Regions from separate parts of the Macaca mulatta genome. Here region 2 is linked to region 1. The links are chromatin contacts, called in public Hi-C maps. All regions are on one chromosome and are shown on one strand. Each heading gives the region's core, a stretch centred on a gene start, on an enhancer-like site or on the middle of the called end of the contact. The rest is flanking DNA. Distances are from core to core; before and after follow the strand shown.

Region 1 (4,943 bases), core at 90-2,589:
CTTTATGAAGAAATTTTCTTGTGTGTTTTATTTTACATAAACCATTTCCCTAGAATATGGAAATATCACTTGCTTTGTGAAAATTGGATGCATGTTAAACTTTTCAGAAATGAATTTATGACTTTTTAAAAGGATGCATTTGTATGTACATATTTCAGTCTCAACCCAGAGATTAACATAATCATATTATCATAATGTGTATAGTAAAATCTCATTAATTCAAACATGCCACTGATTTTTAACTTTTAATAGCTCAAATACGGAATATATAATTGATCATAGGAGAAACCAGTATGAGGCATGTGTAATTTTTTTTTTTGTACAATCTTCTTATGCCTTGGATGCAAGCTCATTAACTTGTTTCATTTTACCTTTTAGCATCTATTTGTGGTGTGATTAGTATGATGTGTCTGTAACCAAAAGTAACAAGACAGAGGTCAGGCAATGACTCACACCTGTAATTGCTGTACTGGAGGAGGCCAAAGTGGGCAGATCACTTGAGGCCAGGAGTTTGAGACCAGCCTGGCCAAAATGGTGAAACCCTATCTCTACTGAAAATACAAAAATTAGCCGGGTGTGGTGGCTCACACGTGTATTCCCAGCTACTCAGGAAGCTGAGACTGGAGAATCACCTGAACGCGGAAGGCGGAGGTTGCCGTGAGCAAAGATGGTGCCCCTGCACTCCAGCCTGGGCAACAGAGTGAAGCTGTGTCTCAACAAACAAACAAACAACAACAACAAAACCAAAACAAAAGGAACCAGGTGGCATGTGGACATTTAAATATTTCATAAATATGCCTAGTCTCATCTACACTTCCTCTTTTCTCCATAGGACCCAACCGAAATCATGAGTGAAATTTCATAACCATCATGGCCTGATGATGCAAGATTGTACTTGAAACAGTTCTTGAATTTCTGTGCATGAGATCATCTATAGCCAAGTATTATTCCCACGAAGTCTCACCTCTGTTTCACACATCTTTATGGGCTTTTCCTCACTCCTACCTGGAGCCAGCTAGTGCTCTGTCGGTGTAAAATAACTGTTTAAATAGTATCTTAAGGAAAATAAATAGAGAAAAGGAAATAAGCCGAAGAGAATGTATTCATTCTAAACCCAGGTATTAACTCACTGGTAGGGAAGGGTGAGCTACGCAGTCCCTCGCCTGTGATAGCCACTGACCCCACTCAGGCTCGCGCGGTCCCTCTTCCATTCCCCCAAATCACAGACATCTTATTCCTGACCAACCACCCTCGTGAATCTCTTTGAATCTGTGATTTAAAACAGGCATTCATGGACATTCTTCTTAGAAGGCCTAGTGCTAAGTCGCAGTTGTCAAGGGAACCGCGTGTCTGGAGGGAGAACCGGCTCTCCGGAGTTTCCAGGGAAACCATCCCCCGTAGAGGCAGGTGCTGCTGGCTGGGCCTAGCAGGGAAGGGCTCTCTGGGCGGAGCCGGGGCACTAGGGGCCTGGGGTAAGGCCGCCAGGCTGCCGTGAGCTCGGGATCAGTCTCTCACACATAAATATATATATGCTATAAAATACTAATTTCGGTGGAGTACTTCACTTTGATATTCCACTTGCAAAACAGAACCACTGATTCCTTCCAGCTTGACAAGATTGAGTCGCTTTCGAGGAGCTGCCCGTGCTTTGGAAATGGTCCAAATCAACGAGGAACTGCCAAGGAGCCCCCTCAGACAGTAAGGTTCTGTTGGCCAGGGTCCTGGGGACAGACACAAGCGTTGGTGCGCGCGACTGAAACGGGTGCAGAGCAGTTGAATGAGCTTCTTACGCTTTGCATGGTGCGCAGAATAGCCCATCAATACCCAGAAACCCAGTAGAAATAGGGATGAGTGTTGCTGCGAAAGCGCCTTCTGCATTTGAAATGCAGGTTGGGTTACCTGGAAAGGCTCCTGCCTCTTGTTTTGTTTCAGAAATACTGTTGGGAAAAGGATCTGATTTCTGTTCGGAGTGAACAAAGGTTTGTGGAGAATTCCTAGGTCAGGGCTGGCATTTGCACCTTTTCCTGGTCGTTCCCTGCACAGTCATTCCAGCGGCGGCGTCGCTGGGGCTGAGGCCGGGTAACTGCGGCTGGGCATGCGGATTTAGTCCCCCGCCTGTCGTCTTTGTGGCTCCTTGTGGGGGAGGGGTGGGCTGTCTGACACAGTTATTAAACTTGGCAGCTGCGCTGGCGGCACTGAGGAGCATTTTGAGTGAACTTGCAGAAAATGAGGGGCTTTCAGCTGTTACCCCTCGCTTGTCTGAAAGGCAGCTCTCAGAGCGCTTTCCCGTCCTTCTAATTACAGTGGCGGGGGCAGTGCGCGCTTCGGGACACAATTGGAAACGTGAGTATCTGCGGCCCCCGCGCTGCTGGCAGGCGGCTGGGCGCTTAAAGCTTCCAGACCGGTGGTGGGGACAGAAAGGCAGGGATAGGAGAGGCGGGCGCGCGTGCGGCTGGGCTGCGGAAGGGCCCCGAGAAGCGCGTCGCCACGCCTCGTCTGGAGGTGGTGCTCACTGGCTAGGAGGCGACAGCCCGAAGCCTGCAGACGTGGGCGTGAGTGCAGGGTTGCCAGCATCGGGCTTGGAACGGCCCTGTGCTTTGGGGATCCACACACAAAGGAAAGAACCTTGGGCCTAGGCAGCCAGGGCAGGCAGCCCCGCCCCGCCCCTGATCTTTCCGGCCCTTTTTGAAAATGCAGAGAAGGCGCGTTTTACGGTTGGCTCGAAACAACGAGATGAGGCCAGTGTTCCAGCCCGTGAGGACCTTTGTGCGCTGCGCAGTGGCGGCTGCGGCTGGTCCTGTAGGGACACGGGCGTGGCGGCGTCTCAGGGAGCAGCGCGCATCGCAGAGTCCGGGCCCGGGAGGGGGCGCGTCCGGGTTCCTTTGAGATCTCAGCGCCTTTGGGATTTCAGAGCCTTGCGGGCCTCAGGGTCTCGCCGCGCCCAGAACTCGTTTCTTCCTTCTGTTAGCACAATGTGCTTAGCAGGGCAGACATGAAGTGACAAGACTTCAGTTCCCTCCTTTCTCCCCAAAATATGAGTGTGAGTGGGTGTGGGGGTTTTTTCCCCCTTACTATCGATTGCTAGAAGGAATCTTGAAATTCAACTCAGTTTTATATTTAATTCCAGACAAGGTTTTAATTTTACGGAGCTGGCATCATGCAAGGGTGTCTCTGTGGTTTACATATTTCTTAAAGAACCTTGGCCCTTCCCTAAAGGTTCCGAGGAGCGTTTCACAGAGTCACGTGGTTTCAGAACGTCCTGTTTAATGTTTCAAGTGCATTTCTGTGTTGATTTGGCGCAGGCCCAAATATGTGATACAGAGGCAGGCTCTTCTCTTATGGGACCTGAAGTCTAACTGCTGCAGTCTCTGAGGCTCAGGTTTCTTGATGTGGTGTCTGGCCTCCACGGTCAAGGGCTGATGGCCAATGGAAGACCTCACCTTCCCCAGAGGGGCTTACCAGAGCCAGGACCCTGCGTTGGGAGTGTGAGCGATGAGCCGTGAACAAGCTACTTAAACTTTCCAGGTCTCCCTTTCCTGATCCATATAATGGGTGTAACGGGGTAATATCTATCCATCAAACTAATATCTAACTCCTAGCCTAATAGATAGGCTATGATTTCTGCATGTCTTCCAATTCATCTCCCACCAAGCAGCTTTTCTTTTAACCTGACATTTGAGGATTGGCTTAATGAGAGCAAGTAGAAAAGACAGAAAGACTACAAAGGGAAAAATTAAAATATAACAATCCTCAGAAAAGTAGTAATCAGTATAGCTTAGAATTTGCCTAAAAATACACTAACCAGGCCGGGCGCGGTGGCTCACGCATGTAATCCCAGCACTTTGGGAGGCCGAGGCGGGCGGATCACAAGGTCAGGAGATAGAGACCATGGTGAAACCCCGCAGCTACTAAAAATACAAAAAAATTAGCCGGGCGTGGTGGCGGGCGCCTGTAGTCCCAGCTACTCAGGAGGCTGAGGCAGGAGAATGGCGGGAACCCGGGAGGCGGAGCTTGCAGTGAGCCGAGATCGCGCCACTGCACTCCAGCCTGGGCGGCAGAGTGAGACTCCGTCTCAAAAAAAAAAAAAAAAAATACACTAACCAATTGCTTGTACACATATGGTGTGCATATGGACACATATGGTTTGTTTAATTTTATTTATCAGGTCATGGCCCTGGGGAAAGATTGATGTCTGTCTGCCTCAAAAATAATGCTTGACATTTGGTGCTTAAATTTGCCCCAAATTGGCCGGGCACGGTGGCTCACGCCTGTAATCCCAGCACTTTGGGAGACCGAGGCAGGCGGATCACCTGAGGTCATGAGTTCAGTACCAGCCTGGCCAACATGGTGAAACTCCATCTCTACTAAAAATACAAAAAATAGCTGGATGTGATGGTGGGCGCCTGTAATCCCAACTACTAGGGAGGCTGAGGCAGGAGAACTGTTTGAACCCAGGAGGCAGAGGTTGCAGTGAGCCGAGATCACACCATTGCACTCCAGCCTGGACAGGACGAGACTCTGTCTCAAAAAAAAAAAAAAGAAAGAAAAAAAATTTGCCCCAGATTTTGGTTTTCCATCTTGAAGTGGGGTTTCTCAGATTTTTGCACATGAGTTTCTTGCTAATAAAAACCAGATGATGATTAAGTAGAAATGTTAAAAGAAATAAATGTGATTCTGAAATATTACATATGACATATCGAAACTAGAAATAAATTCTTCTACTGAATTCTACTCTAGTAAAATAATGGTTAGGGTATTGTTCCTAATTTTGTCCACTGTACTTTAAAAAGAATATGCAGAAATTGGAGGAAAGAGGTTCAGAATGGGGAAATCAAATAATGAGGCAGAAAGAGGAGAGACTAAAAGAACCCAGGCTGTTTCAGGGAGAGAAGGTGGAGTGGCAACTTCGTTACTGTCAAATGTGTGAGGGGCTGAGAAGGATA
Region 2 (4,968 bases), core at 633-3,132, 98 kb after region 1:
CGAGATCAGCCTGGCCAACATGGCAAAACCCCGTCTCCACTAAAAATACAAAAAAATTAGCTGGGCATGGTGGCGCACGACTGTAATCGCAGCTACTCGGGAGGCTGAGGCAGGAGAATTCCTTGAACCCAGGAGGTTGAGGTTGCTGTGAGCCAATATAGCGCCACTGCACTCCAGCCTGGGAGACAGAGTGAGACTCTGTTTCAAAAAAAAAACAAACAAAGAAACAAACAAACAAAAAAACTGTATAGAAATATCTCTTCTGATTTTGCATGATTCTACTCACTCTCATTTATTGATGTATTTTGTGTGGCTTATTAAAGGGTGGTGAGGTGTAGTGTATTATTAAGCTATTCATATGTCCAAAAAACCCCCACAAAGGCTTACTGAATCCTTAAATGAGCCCAGCTCCAGGAGTAAAAAAGTGAATTATCAGTCATTTCTAAAGGAACTCATAAATGTAGTAGTGGCCATAATAATGATAGTAATAATTTATGTTCTGACTGCTTATGATGCATCAGGCACTGGATCATGTTTGTTTGTTTGTTTGTTTTGAGACGGAGTCTCGCTCTGTCACCCAGGCTGGAGTGCCCTGACGCAATCTCCGCTCACTGGAGCGTCCGCCTCCCGGATTCAAGCGATTCTTGTGCTTCAGTCTCCTAAATAGCTGGGATTACAGGCGCCTGCCACCATGCCCAGCTAGTTTTTGCACTTTTAGTAGAGACAGGGTTTCACCATGTTGGCCAGGCTAGTCTTGAACTCCTGACCTCAGGTGATCCACCTGTCTCGGCCTACCAAAGTGCTGATTTTACAGGCGTGAGCCACCGCGCCCGGACTGGATCAGGTCCTTTATATAGACTAAAACCATTTCCTTCTCCTAACAATGCTATGTAGTCAGTACCCTTGTCATCCCCCGTACACTTGAGGTAATTGAGGCATAGAGGTTAAATTACTTACCCAGGGTTATACAACTTATAAGTGGCAGAGCCAGGATCCAAACCCATTCTTGGCTCTAGAGCCCATCCTCTTCACCACCGCACCTGAGACTGTGTGTTAGGCCTGGGGCTGACACTGACACACTGGATCATTTAATCATCACAATGGCATTAGGACGTATCATTTTACAAATGAGCTAACAGAGAGGCAAGGAGCAACCTGCAGATAAAGCAAATCCAGATGTGTCTCCGGAGCCGTGCCTTAATCGCAGATGCATTCTGACTTTCATCGTAGAATTCTAATCGTGGATGAAAGTGACCCTGAGTTGTAGCGCCAGGCAGGCTGCTTAGGAAAAGACTCTTCTGGTAACAAGTTGGAGGGGCAGCCTTCTGAGGATGGTGTCAGATTCCCCTGTCCTCGCATTAGCTCCCTCTGCCAAAGTGCCCAAACTCCTACTTCAGTGTCACCTCCAGGTTTTAAAGCATGAAAACCCAGGCATGTTACCCGGAGAAAGTCCCACCCCCACCATGGGCGCATCGGCTCAGAACCCTCCAGGGTTGGCAGGCAGAGAGATGTCAACCCTGGACACGGGAAAAGGCCACAGTCGAGAGAACCCCCGTTGCTGGAGGGCCAGGCGGGGACGATCCCCGGGTCTCCTAGCTTTTAATGCCGTCACGGCGGGCCTGACTCCCTCCTCTTCCCCACACCGCCACCACTTGAATCAGTTCTTTTACAGAGTGATTCTGTTTCCTGGTGAGACAAAAAGGTTAGAAAAGGAAACCCAGAGGGGGTGGGGGAAAGACAGAGGTTCGGAATACCACCGCGCAATCGCCATCTGGGTGGAGGGGATCCGCCTGCTTTTCTTCCGCCTAAGAGCAGCTAGGCTCCCGCCTCGGGGCGGGGCCTGTTGCCATGGAGCCCGGGCGCGAGGCGGAGCCCGAGGAGTGAAAGCGCTCCCGGCTCCGCCTGGCCTGCGAGGCCGGGGCTGTCTGAGATTTCCCCAGGTCTGTGGTTATGACCGTAGGATGGAATCGTAGAGGTCGGGTGATTCGGTCAGCAGAGAAGAACATTTGTGAGGTTCTCGCTGAACTACATATTGGTCTAAAAGTAATCCACTGTCTGGGACCGAGAGGAAGGAATGTGTGGAAGAGGCAGGCATTATTAGCAGCGCGTCCGCCTCGGCCACCTCCCTGCTTCCGCCCCTACCCTGGAGGCTCTGCTCCGCCTCCGCCAGCTCAGTCGCCCACAGAGACTCCCGGACTCTTAAATCCCAGCCCTGTAGTCAAAACCACTGCATTAATTAAACAAGGTAAACTGGTGAGGCAAGCAGGAACTTTTGGCACGGCCTTGAATTTAATTGTTAAATTAAGAAGTGTGGTCATGGAGCTCTGCTTAAGAGAAAAACAATACTTGATACCGATGTGCACATCGGTGTAGACACAGATGCAATCAGGAACCCATAGTTAGCACTGGGAGATGACATTCCGGGTATACTCAGGATACATAGTTAACTTTGAATTCTCCAGGCCTAACAATGGGCGAAACAAAAGAGCTTTGTGTTTGCTTGCCTTTGCTTTTTGTTATAGTCAGAGCAGGACAAAGAATAATGAAGGGGTAGATATGTTATTACTTGGGCATTTAATAATCAGTGCATAGCAGAGCCTTGTTTTTGCTTGTCTTTTTTTTTTTTTTTTTTTCTTTTTTTTTCTTTTTCTTTCTTTCTTTTTTTTTTTTTCAAGACAAGGCCTCACTCTGTCACCCAGACTGGAGCACAGTGGCCCCATCTCAGCTCACTACAACCTCGGCCTCTTGGGTTCAAGTGATTCTCTTGCCTCAGCCTCCGGAGAAGCTGGGACGACAGGCACGTGCCACCATGCCTGGCTAACTTATGTATTTTTAGTAGTGACGGGGTTTCACCATGTTGACAAGGCTGGTCTCCAGCGCCTGACCTCAAGGGATCTGCCTGCCTTGGCCTCCAAAAGTGCTGGGATTACAGGCATGAGCCACCACACCAGGCCTACGTCAGTCTTTTCTACAAAACTACAGAACTCTCTATCAAGAATAATGCTAGAGAAGGATTATTAATGGGATGGTTTGTAAGTACCTAGAAAAAAAAAGCATCCTGAGTTCCATAAGAATAAATGATACCAGACCAACCAAAATTCCTTGTTGGATAGGGTTGCTGGGCATGAATTTATGTTCAATATGAGTCAATATGAGAAAAGTGCCAAGAAAGGTACAAGGACCTCAGAGGTACTTAATAGAAGGATAGAGCCTGGAGCAAGCAAAGTGATGGTCTTGCTCTGTTCTGTGCTGGGCAGATCCCACCTGGATATGTCTTCAGTTTGGGGCAGCTCCCTGTGGGAAACATACTGGGCAGGGAGTCAGGGGTGCTAGACCTGGGTCACCTTTACTGCAAATACAGCCTGGCTGCAAAGGGCTATCCCGATCCTTGAGACCCAGTCAACACAACTGTGAGCTGGAGGCAAATAACTCAGTCCCCAGGAATGATTTTGAGAGGTTCTGTTCATGTCATTTATTTTTGTATCACCAGTGCCTTGTGTACCACTGGCACACAATCATTTGTGCAATGTATAACATTAAAGGGTCATCCCAAGGCCAGGCCAGTTCTGGTGTGAATTCTTGGATTGGAACTGGGTCAGCTGGTTCCTGATAAATCTACTCCTATCCATATAACCCCAACAGGTTAAGGCCAACTTGCACCTTTTCTCTTTTAAGGATGCTTAAGAGAAAGTCCTTTCTGCTTCATTCACCATTACTTCCTGACTGTCCTGTCTGTTCTTAAAACCTTCCCCACAGCCTCTAATGAATGATCCCAACCCTTAAACATAGGGGGCCTCACCAGGGCTACTGCCAGTAGAGAGGAAGGGGCTCAGCCTCTTGGGGTCCAAACCAAACCACTTAATCAAACTGACTACAGAGAGTCTGGACTGTCCAGAAGGAGCTGGGCTTTGAGGGCCACACCTGGAGTGCTAACCTGTGAAATCCATCATAATAATACTTCCTCTCCAGTTGCTCATGCTTGAACTGAAGGCTGGAAATAATTACTTCTTACCATCTTCTTTTATAAAACCATTGGGCAATACTTTTCATAAAGTTTTTATGTTTGTTTGTTTTCTTTATATCTTTAAAATTTTTTTCTACTTGACATGTTAATGAGGTACAGTGTGATGTTTCAATGTGGATGCATATTGTGTAACAATTAAATCAGGATACTTAGCATATGCATCACCTTATACCTTTCTTTGTAGTGAGAACATTCAAAATTCTCTCTTCTAGCTATTTTGAAATATACAGGCCGGGTACTGTGGCTCACGCCTGTGATTTCAACACTTTGGGAAGCTGAGATGGGCATATCACTTGAGCCCAGGAGTTCTAGACCAGCCTGGGCAGCATGGCAAAACCCTGTCTCCATAAAAAAATAGAAAAAATTAACTGAGCACAGTGGTGCATGCCTGTAGTCCCAGCTACTGGGGAGACTAAGGTGGGAGGATCGCTTGAGGCCAGAAGGTCGAGGCTTCAGTGAGCAGCAGTCACGCCACTGCACTCCAGCTTGGATGACAGAGTGACACCCTGTCTCAAAAAATACAAATTAAAAAATGAAATCTACAATGCATTATTGTTAACTGTAGTGACTCTACTGTACAATAGAACACTAGAACTTGTTCCTCCTATCTAACTGTAACTTTGTATCTGTTGACTAATCTCTCCCTATCTGCCTCCTCCAACCCCAATAAAGTTTGTTGAAATCAGAGACACAGAAAATGAAATGATGATTGCATTAGGCAGCTTTTATAAGCTCCTGATTTCAGTTGGCCTCTTCTCGTTCATTATATTTATCTCACACTGAAACACATCACCTCTCTACTTAGCGGGCTTTGTTCTACTCTGGAGTTGCCTGATTACTGTTCCTGTTCTTTCACATCCTGGGGCAGGTGACATACTGAAAGAGGAGTGGTGCCAGCCACAAGACCTGGACTCTAGTTCACCTCTATTATATTGTGGCTACTC

What was found. Hi-C and Micro-C count contacts between places; a contact is called where the count stands out from the background.
Region 2: a contact with region 1 is called in a Hi-C map of fetal cortex germinal zone, with 2.2 times the contacts expected there. The contact joins two enhancer-like sites. A contact is called at or near these places in 2 of 14 Hi-C or Micro-C datasets (fetal cortex germinal zone and fetal cortical plate).

Annotation. Positions count from the first base shown.
Region 1 is chr5:161,739,657-161,744,599 of T2T-MMU8v2.0, forward strand. No RefSeq gene overlaps it. Among named protein-coding and RNA genes, the nearest start is that of TRIM2, 51 kb to the right of the region's middle. Within about 2 kb of position 1,340, at least 19 of the 40 cell types and tissues checked have an H3K27ac peak or open chromatin away from gene starts, as enhancers often do. A contact at or near this core is called in fetal cortex germinal zone and fetal cortical plate, where this site is marked.
Region 2 is chr5:161,837,084-161,842,051 of T2T-MMU8v2.0, forward strand. The region is part of intron 1 of TRIM2 (tripartite motif containing 2); the gene reads left to right. Among named protein-coding and RNA genes, the nearest start is that of TRIM2, 47 kb to the left of the region's middle. Within about 2 kb of position 1,883, at least 37 of the 40 cell types and tissues checked have an H3K27ac peak or open chromatin away from gene starts, as enhancers often do. A contact at or near this core is called in fetal cortex germinal zone and fetal cortical plate, where this site is marked.